Linked DNA regions of Sus scrofa: region 2 is linked to region 1. Evidence: chromatin contacts called from public Hi-C data. All regions are on one chromosome and are shown on one strand. Each heading gives the region's core, a stretch centred on a gene start, on an enhancer-like site or on the middle of the called end of the contact. The rest is flanking DNA. Distances are from core to core; before and after follow the strand shown.

Evidence for each region. Hi-C and Micro-C count contacts between places; a contact is called where the count stands out from the background.
Region 2: a Hi-C map of liver shows a contact between it and region 1, with 4 times the contacts expected there. The contact joins the promoter of ANKLE2 here to the promoter of ZNF605 in region 1. A contact is called at or near these places in 1 of 5 promoter capture datasets (liver) and 3 of 47 Hi-C or Micro-C datasets (liver, skeletal muscle and subcutaneous adipose tissue).

What each region holds. Positions count from the first base shown.
Region 1 is chr14:22,612,250-22,615,990 of Sscrofa11.1, forward strand. It overlaps ZNF605 (zinc finger protein 605), which reads left to right and starts at 1,830. Exons shown (of 6, transcript XM_013990316.2): 1 at 1,830-1,920.
Region 2 is chr14:22,743,734-22,747,474 of Sscrofa11.1, forward strand. It overlaps ANKLE2 (ankyrin repeat and LEM domain-containing protein 2), which reads left to right and starts at 1,909. Exons shown (of 13, transcript XM_021073939.1): 1 at 1,909-2,149. The coding sequence starts at 1,963.

The DNA of each region.
Region 1 (3,741 bases), core at 580-3,079:
GGCAACGCAGGATCCTTAACCCACTGAGGGAGGCCAGGGATTGGAAACCACCCCCCCGCCCCCGCCACAACCTCATGGTTCCTAGTTGGGTTCGTTAACCACTGTGCCACGATGGGAACTCCTAGGTTGCATTTATTTAATGGTTTTTTTTCACTATTTAATGAGATGATGAAGCATGTTTCCTCCTTTAATCTACTGACAAGGTGAATTATGTTAGTTTATCAAGTCCAGAAATGTGTGAGAAAAAAAGAATGTATACATGTATGTGTGACTGGATCATCTTGCTGTGCAGCAGAAAATTGACACAATACTGTAAAATAGCTATAATGGAAAAAAATAAAAATCATTATAAAATAAAATAAAATGTATGTGAAATAAAAGTCCAGAAATGGCTTCTACTTGTTATGATATATATTTCAATGTATTGCTTGGTTCCATTTGCTATTTTTTCAGAATTTTCACATAAATATCATAACTAAGACTACTTTAAAGTTGTTTTTTTTATTTATTTTTTCTTTTTAGGGCCACACCCACCACATATGAAGTTCCCAGGCTATGGCTCGAATCAGACATAGGGCTGCCTGTCTACGCCACAACCACAGAAACGCAAGATTGGAACAGAGTCTGCAAATCTACAACACAGCTCACTGCAACGCCCTTTCCTTAACCCAGGAATCAAACTTGCATGCTCATGGATCCTAGCCAGCTTTATTACCATTAAACCACGATGGGAACCCCTTTATTTATTTATTTATTTAGTCTTTTAGCCTTTTCTTGAGCTGCTCCCATGGCACATGGAGGTTCCCAGGCTAGGGGTCTAATCGGAGCTGTAGCCACTGGTCTATGCCAGAGCCATATAGCTACGCGGGATCCGAGCTGTGTCTTGGACCTACACTTCAGCTCATGGCAATGCCAGATCCTTAACCCACTGAGCAAGGCCAGGGATCGGATCGGCAACCTCATGGTTCCTGGTTGGATTTGTTAACCACTGAGCCACGATGGGAACTCCGGGAACTCCTTTTTTTAAAATTTACCTTTGGTTATGGTATAGCTATTTGCTATCTTTGTGTGAAGAAAAGGGTTCTGCAAAAACAAACAAACAGGGTTCTGTCCAGATTTTTCCTGAATTTTTTTGGTAAGACTATATCCTTTGATAACGTGGAAGATTCACCAATTAAAACGTATTGCCAAAAGCATTTTAAACAACTGCTTTAAGTCTATAACAAATATCTTCTTTATTACCTAACTATTCCTTTAAGTAGTGTACTTTCTTAGGTTTGAAATTTAATAACTTAATGCACAGAGTTATTATATATAATTAAGCAATATATTCTTTCACAATTTTTTTTGTTGTTGTTCTTTATGGCTAATTCTGTTTTTTATCACTAATTGTTTGCTGTTTCTCCCCACTTTTGGATAAAAATCTCTAGTATGTTTTTTTTATTTTACTTAAAAAATCTGATTTATCAAGTTCAATTTTTTTCTATTTTGCCTCCTCAATTTCTGTTTTAATTTTCATTAATTTTCTTCTCTTTCCATAATTATACTTTGTTTCTCCCTAGATGTCTCATTTCATCTATTGTCATTCTTTTTGTTGGCACTGTTGTATAGGAGGCACTAAAACTTACCTATATTACTTTGATTTTATAAATTACTTTGCTCTATGCTCAAAAATGGCAAGGACGGTGAACACATTTTGAGCGGGCAGAGCCGGCTACAACCCACTGTCTGGAACAAGCTCCCCCAGGCAGGTGAAGTGGGGCTTTGCAAAAGGAAACCTCAAACCTGTCGATCGTGGAGGCGCGCCACAGAGTCCCCTGGGAAATGTAGTTCTAAACCGAGTGGGACTCTGGGAAATGTGGTTCCGCGCAGCCGCTTCCTCGGCCCGGCTGAGTCTGCCTCAGGGCTGTGGGCCAGCGGGTAAGCGTGTGCGGCTGGGGTTGGGTGCGGGACGGCGCGGCTCTAGCCTCTTCGTCCAACCCGGGCCTGTGCTGACCCCAGCGCGGACCGGCTCCGGAACCGGGCGCGAAGCAGGCGCGGATCCCGGTCCAGGTGGGGGTGAGGCTGGAGGGGTGGTGGTCCGCGGCGGAGTAGCCGTGGGGGCCGTGTGGGAAGGGAGCGGTGGGGGGCGGGGCGTGGGCGGCTGGAGCGCGGAGGCAGGAGGGAGCCGGAATTTGCTGGGCAGCGTTTGGAGGACTGGGGGGGGTCTGTAGGGGTGGGGGGGCGGTGATTGTGGGATTCGGGAGGGAGATTTGGGAGTCAGTGTTAAGGCTTCCCGTGGTGGTGGGTGATGAGGGATCTGTGAAGGGGAACTGTGGAGCTTTTAATGTGAGAACGCTGGAGAGTCGGAATGTTGGAATGTCTGTGAAAATCTATACCGAGGTTTGAGAGAAGTGAGTAGTTACGAAGCCGGTGGAGGAAACTAATTGGGTGATGGGGGCCTCTGCGAGGGACTTTTGAGGGGAGTCCTAGACTTGGGGGTCAACAGCTCTGGGAGTGAGGCAGCCCGGGAGGTTGCCCTCTGTGTGGGGTGAGTGTGTGCGTTAGAGACGTAGGTTGAGAGATGTTTGTAGGAATAATTAAGACACCAGTTCCTACTGCATAGCACAGTAAACTATATCCAATCTCCTGGGATAGATCACGATGGAAAATAGTATAGGAAAAGAAAAACAGAATGCACATATATGTATGAGTGGGTAGCTTTGCTGTACAGCAGAAATTTGGCACAATTTTGTAAATTAACTATACTTTAAAGAAATTTAAAAATTTAAAATTTCTTTAAAAACATACACAAACACAAAGACTCTAATGGTCTCTGATTTGGGTGCCTTTGGGTTGGCAGTTGGGCCTGATGGAATGAATGATCAGGCCCTGAGGGTCTGTTTGGGGGCATTTAGAGGGCTCAAAATGGTAGGACTGAGGATTTCATTAGCAGGAAGCATTGCTGGTTGTGACATTGTTGGGTTTTACCTGAGCCCTGCTCTCCTGGAAAACAAGACAGTTAAGAAATCTCTCTGGAGTTCCCATCGTGGCTTAGTGGTAACAAACCCAACTAGTATCCATGAGGATGCAGGTTTGATCCCTGGCCTTGCTTAGTGGTGCTGCAAAGAACCCCCTTCCCCACAGGACTCTCTTGTTTAACTATGACAAGGCCACAGGTAAATATACATCAGTCCCTCAAACTCTCGTCCTTTGCCTCATCAGTGATTAGCTGAACAGTTTGTCCCCACTGATCAAAATGCTTGTTAGCTAAACTTCGTTTAAGCTTCTCTCCTTCCCCAGTTCCCTGAACTTTGGTCCACCTGAAGCTTGAGCTGCTTACAGCTTTTCCTGAGAACTGTCCCCTCCTGAAAACTGGCCAACCTCTGGTAAATGTTCTCTGACCTACTGTCTGGTCACCACCCTGCCCTTTATTATTATTTTTTTTAGGACCACAAGTGTGGCATATGAAAGTTTCCAGGCTAGGGGTTGAATTGGATCTGTAGCTGCTGGCCTACACCACAGCCACAACACGCCAGATCTGGGCCACATCTGTGACCTACACCACAGCTCATGGCAATGCTGGATCCTTAACTCACTGAGCAAGGCCAGGGATCAAACCTGAGTCCTCATGGATACTAGTCAAGTTCATTTCCACTGAGCCATAACAGGAACTCCTTTTTTTGTTGTTGTTGCATCTCTGGCATGTAGAGGTTCCTAGGGCAGAGATTGAACCCGTGCCACAGCAGTGACCTGAGCCAC
Region 2 (3,741 bases), core at 659-3,158, 130 kb after region 1:
GGAAGGAATCATATAGTACTACTTTTGTACTCTTTATCTTTTTTTCTTTTTATCATTGCACCTGTGGCATACAGAAATTCCTAGGCTAGGGGTTGAATTAACCTGCTGAGCCACGATGGGAACTCCAGGTTCTTTCCCTTAGTATGGTTTTCAGATTCACCCACCTAACTGCTGAATAATATACCTCCACAGGATCATCATGTGACAATTCCAGATTTGTTTATCCATTCCTCTGAGGCTTATCCAAACATCCTGGGTGTTTCCTGCTTGGGCTCTTATGAATAAAGCTGCCATGAATATATATGAACTTCCATATTCACACCTAGGGCTGCACTATTGAGACACAGGGAGGTTCATATTTAACTCTGCAAGAAAATGCCTCACAGTTCTCAAAGTGGTTAGCTCATTTTACAGTCCTACCACAGTTTATGAGAATTCCAAAACTGCCCCACATCCTCACCAAGATTTGATACTGTTGGTCTTTTAGTTTTAATCATTCCGGTGGGTGTAAAGTAGTATCATTGTTGGTTTAATTTGCAATTCACCCATCCTCAAATTCACTGACTTTTCTGTTCTGCTCAAGTGACTATTAGTACTGTCCAATTTTTTTTTTTTTATTTTTTGTCTTTTTGCTATGTCTTGGGCCGCTCCCACGGCATATGGAGGTTCCCAGGCTAGGGATCTAATCGGAGCTCCACAGGCATTAATTTTTTAAATAGAAAAAAACCTAAAGTTCCCATCGTGGCTCAGTGGTTAACGAATCCGACTAGGAACCATGAAGTTGCAGGTTTGATTCCTGGCCTCGCTCAGTGGGTTAAGGATCCGGTGTTGCCGTGAGCTCGGATCCCGCGTTGCTGTAGCTGTGGTGTAGGCCGGCGGCTACAGCTCCGATTAGACCCCTAGCCTGGGAACCTCCATATGCCTCAGGAGCGGCCCTAGAAATGGCAAAAATTAAAATAAAAAATTAATGCATGGATTATAGAGTAAAATTCATTGTTTTATCGTACATGTCTGAGAGTTCTGACAAGCTTAGGTAGTTGTGTCCACCCATCAGGACAGAATGAATGTTTCCACCGGTCCCTAAAATTCCCTGTGTCTCTTTATAGTCTGCTGCGCCCCGGCCCGCGGCGACGACTCCCCAATCTGTCCCTGAGAGTTAAATGGGGTCGCACAGCCTGAAGCCTTACGAGACCCCCTCCGTTTCTTGGGAGACTTAGGTGCCAGCAGGGCTGGGGTACGAAGAGAGTTATCTAACCGGCCAGAGAAGCCGGACACAGACAAGAGTCCGCTGCAGAGTTAACAGGTATCAGTTCAGTCGGCTTGCTTCACGTGGGAGAAACTTGTTCTCTAAAATCGTAAGCTGTCAGTAATTTAGCTGTTGTAAAGTTAAGAATAAAATATCCAAAGCTTGCCTGTAGAATCATAGTCGCTTTGACCCGACGAAGCAGGCACGTCCACACTGCGCAACGCAGACCTGGTCTTTCCAGGGAAACCCTGTGGGTTCATCTGTGATTCCCGCCGCGACCAAAACCTGGGCCCGGCCTAAACCTCCGCACGGACTCACCCGCTAACTACGCCTCCACCGGGCTGCCCACCCCGAGTTTGGACACGCTTTGGGACCCACCCCGAGCTGCCCGCCCCAGGCCTGGGCCCGCCTTGACCCGCCCAGGTACCGCCCGCCTGCGTCAGGACCCCGCGTGCCGGGCTGCCAGCGCCACTGCCTGACCGCTCAGTTACCCGCCCCGCGCCTGTAGGGACTGGAGCCGCGAACGCACTCCCTCGTCTGGCTGCTGGGCGCGGGGACGAGCGCCTTGTTTCGCTCGTGCAGACTCGGCCCCGCGCCAGCCGCTGTCGGGCGCGGCGCCGTCAGGCGGTGGTGCGGACAGCCCGGCACGCGGGGTCCTCGGGCGGCCCTCGGCGGTGGCGGCGGCGGCGGCGGCGACAACCGGGCGAGCGGTGGCAATGCTGTGGCCCCGGCTGGCGGCAGCCGAGTGGGCGGCGCTGGCCTGGGAGCTGCTGGGTGCCTCAGTGCTGCTGATCGCCGTGCGCTGGCTGGTGCGGCGGCTGGACCGGCGGCCGCGGGTCCTGGGCCGGAGTGGACCTCCCGACCCGCTGCCCTGCGCGTCCGCGGCCCCATTCCCAGATCCAGGTAAGGCCGGTCCTCTGTCTCCCGGGATTCATATCCCTTCCCCTCCCTGGTCTCCTCTCTCGGGGCCTGGATCCTACCCCGGCAGGAGTCGGTGTTCTGGGAAGAGACTTGGAGTAAAACTACGGAGTCCTTGACTTACAGATGGGGAAAAGCCGTGAGACTGGAAGCTCGGGTGCCGCGTCTGCAAGCACTTCAGTTAGTTTGAGGCCTTAATTTGAGTAGGCCGAGTGAACCTCAATTGAGGGCATCCGGGACCCCTTGCCCGCAGGCCTGGTTTCTTTCTGGAGGATAAGCTAGAGTTCCTCTAATACTTTGATGGGAAGATGAAAATTTTATTAGCACATAGCACAATTGATGATCTCATCTTGAAATTTCCTGACTAAAGTTGTCCTTACGCGTGACTTATTTCTTAACAGCTGAGAAAACAGGCCCCAGGAATATTTGCTGCGGCAGAGATAACACAGGTCCGAGGCAGAAGCCAGGTGGGGGTGTAGGCCTTTTGACATGGAGTCCAGCTTGCCCTCCATCCTGTTGAGTTTCTGGTTGTTTTACCTTCTCTCATCCCCTTAGGAAAGTTTTAGGTGGCACCTTTAGTGATAGCATGCTGATTTGGCCAGCATGCTGGCTGTCAACACTGTGCCAAAAAATCCAGTGCAGGACACCTGAGACAAGAAATTATGCAGACACTAATGCTAAAGGATGCATGAGGCCAGTAGGGTCTGGGGCTAAGAGATTATAGTTTGGAGTCTTTTTCGCGGTTTTTTTTTTTTTTTTTTTTTTTTTAATGTCTTTTGAGGGCTGAAGGTGCGGCATATGGAGGTTCCCAGGCTGGGGGTCAGATTGGAGCTGCAGCTGCCAGCCTACAACACAGCCACAGGGACGAAGGATCCAAGCCGCATCTGTGACCTACACAACAGTTCACAGCAACTCTGGATCCTTAACCCACTGATTAAGGCCAGGGATTGAACCTGCCTCCTCACGGATACTAGTCAGATTCATTTCCGCTGAGCCATGATGGGAACGCCTATTTTTAAAATGTAGCTTTCATTTTAAAATCTTTTTTTGGTCATGCCCAGGCCATGTACAAGTTCACTCACAACAGCAATGACTCAAGATGCTGCAGTGACAACCCCAGATCCTTAACCCACTGTACCACAAGGGAACTCCTAAGATCATTTTAGATTTTTTTTTTTTTTTTTGTCTTTTTAGGGCCACATTTGTGGCACATGGGGGTTACCAGGCTAGGGGTCTAATCAGAGGTGTTGCTGCCAGCCTACGCCAGAGCCACAGCAATGCCAGATCTGAGCCTTGTCTGCAATCTACGCCACAGCTCACGGCAACGCAGGATTCTTAACCCACTGAGCAAGGCCAGGGATCAAACCCACAACCTCATGGTTCCTAGTCGGATTTGTTGCTGCTGCGCTATGGTGGGAACTCCCAGATCATTTTAGAATTTAAAAAAATTACAAAAATAGTATAGACAAATAAACATGGAAAGATGTTCAACATCACCAGCCAATAGCAAAATACAAATTAAACCTACAGTGTGAAGGTCCTGTTGTGGCTCAACAGGTTAAGAACCCGACTAGTAT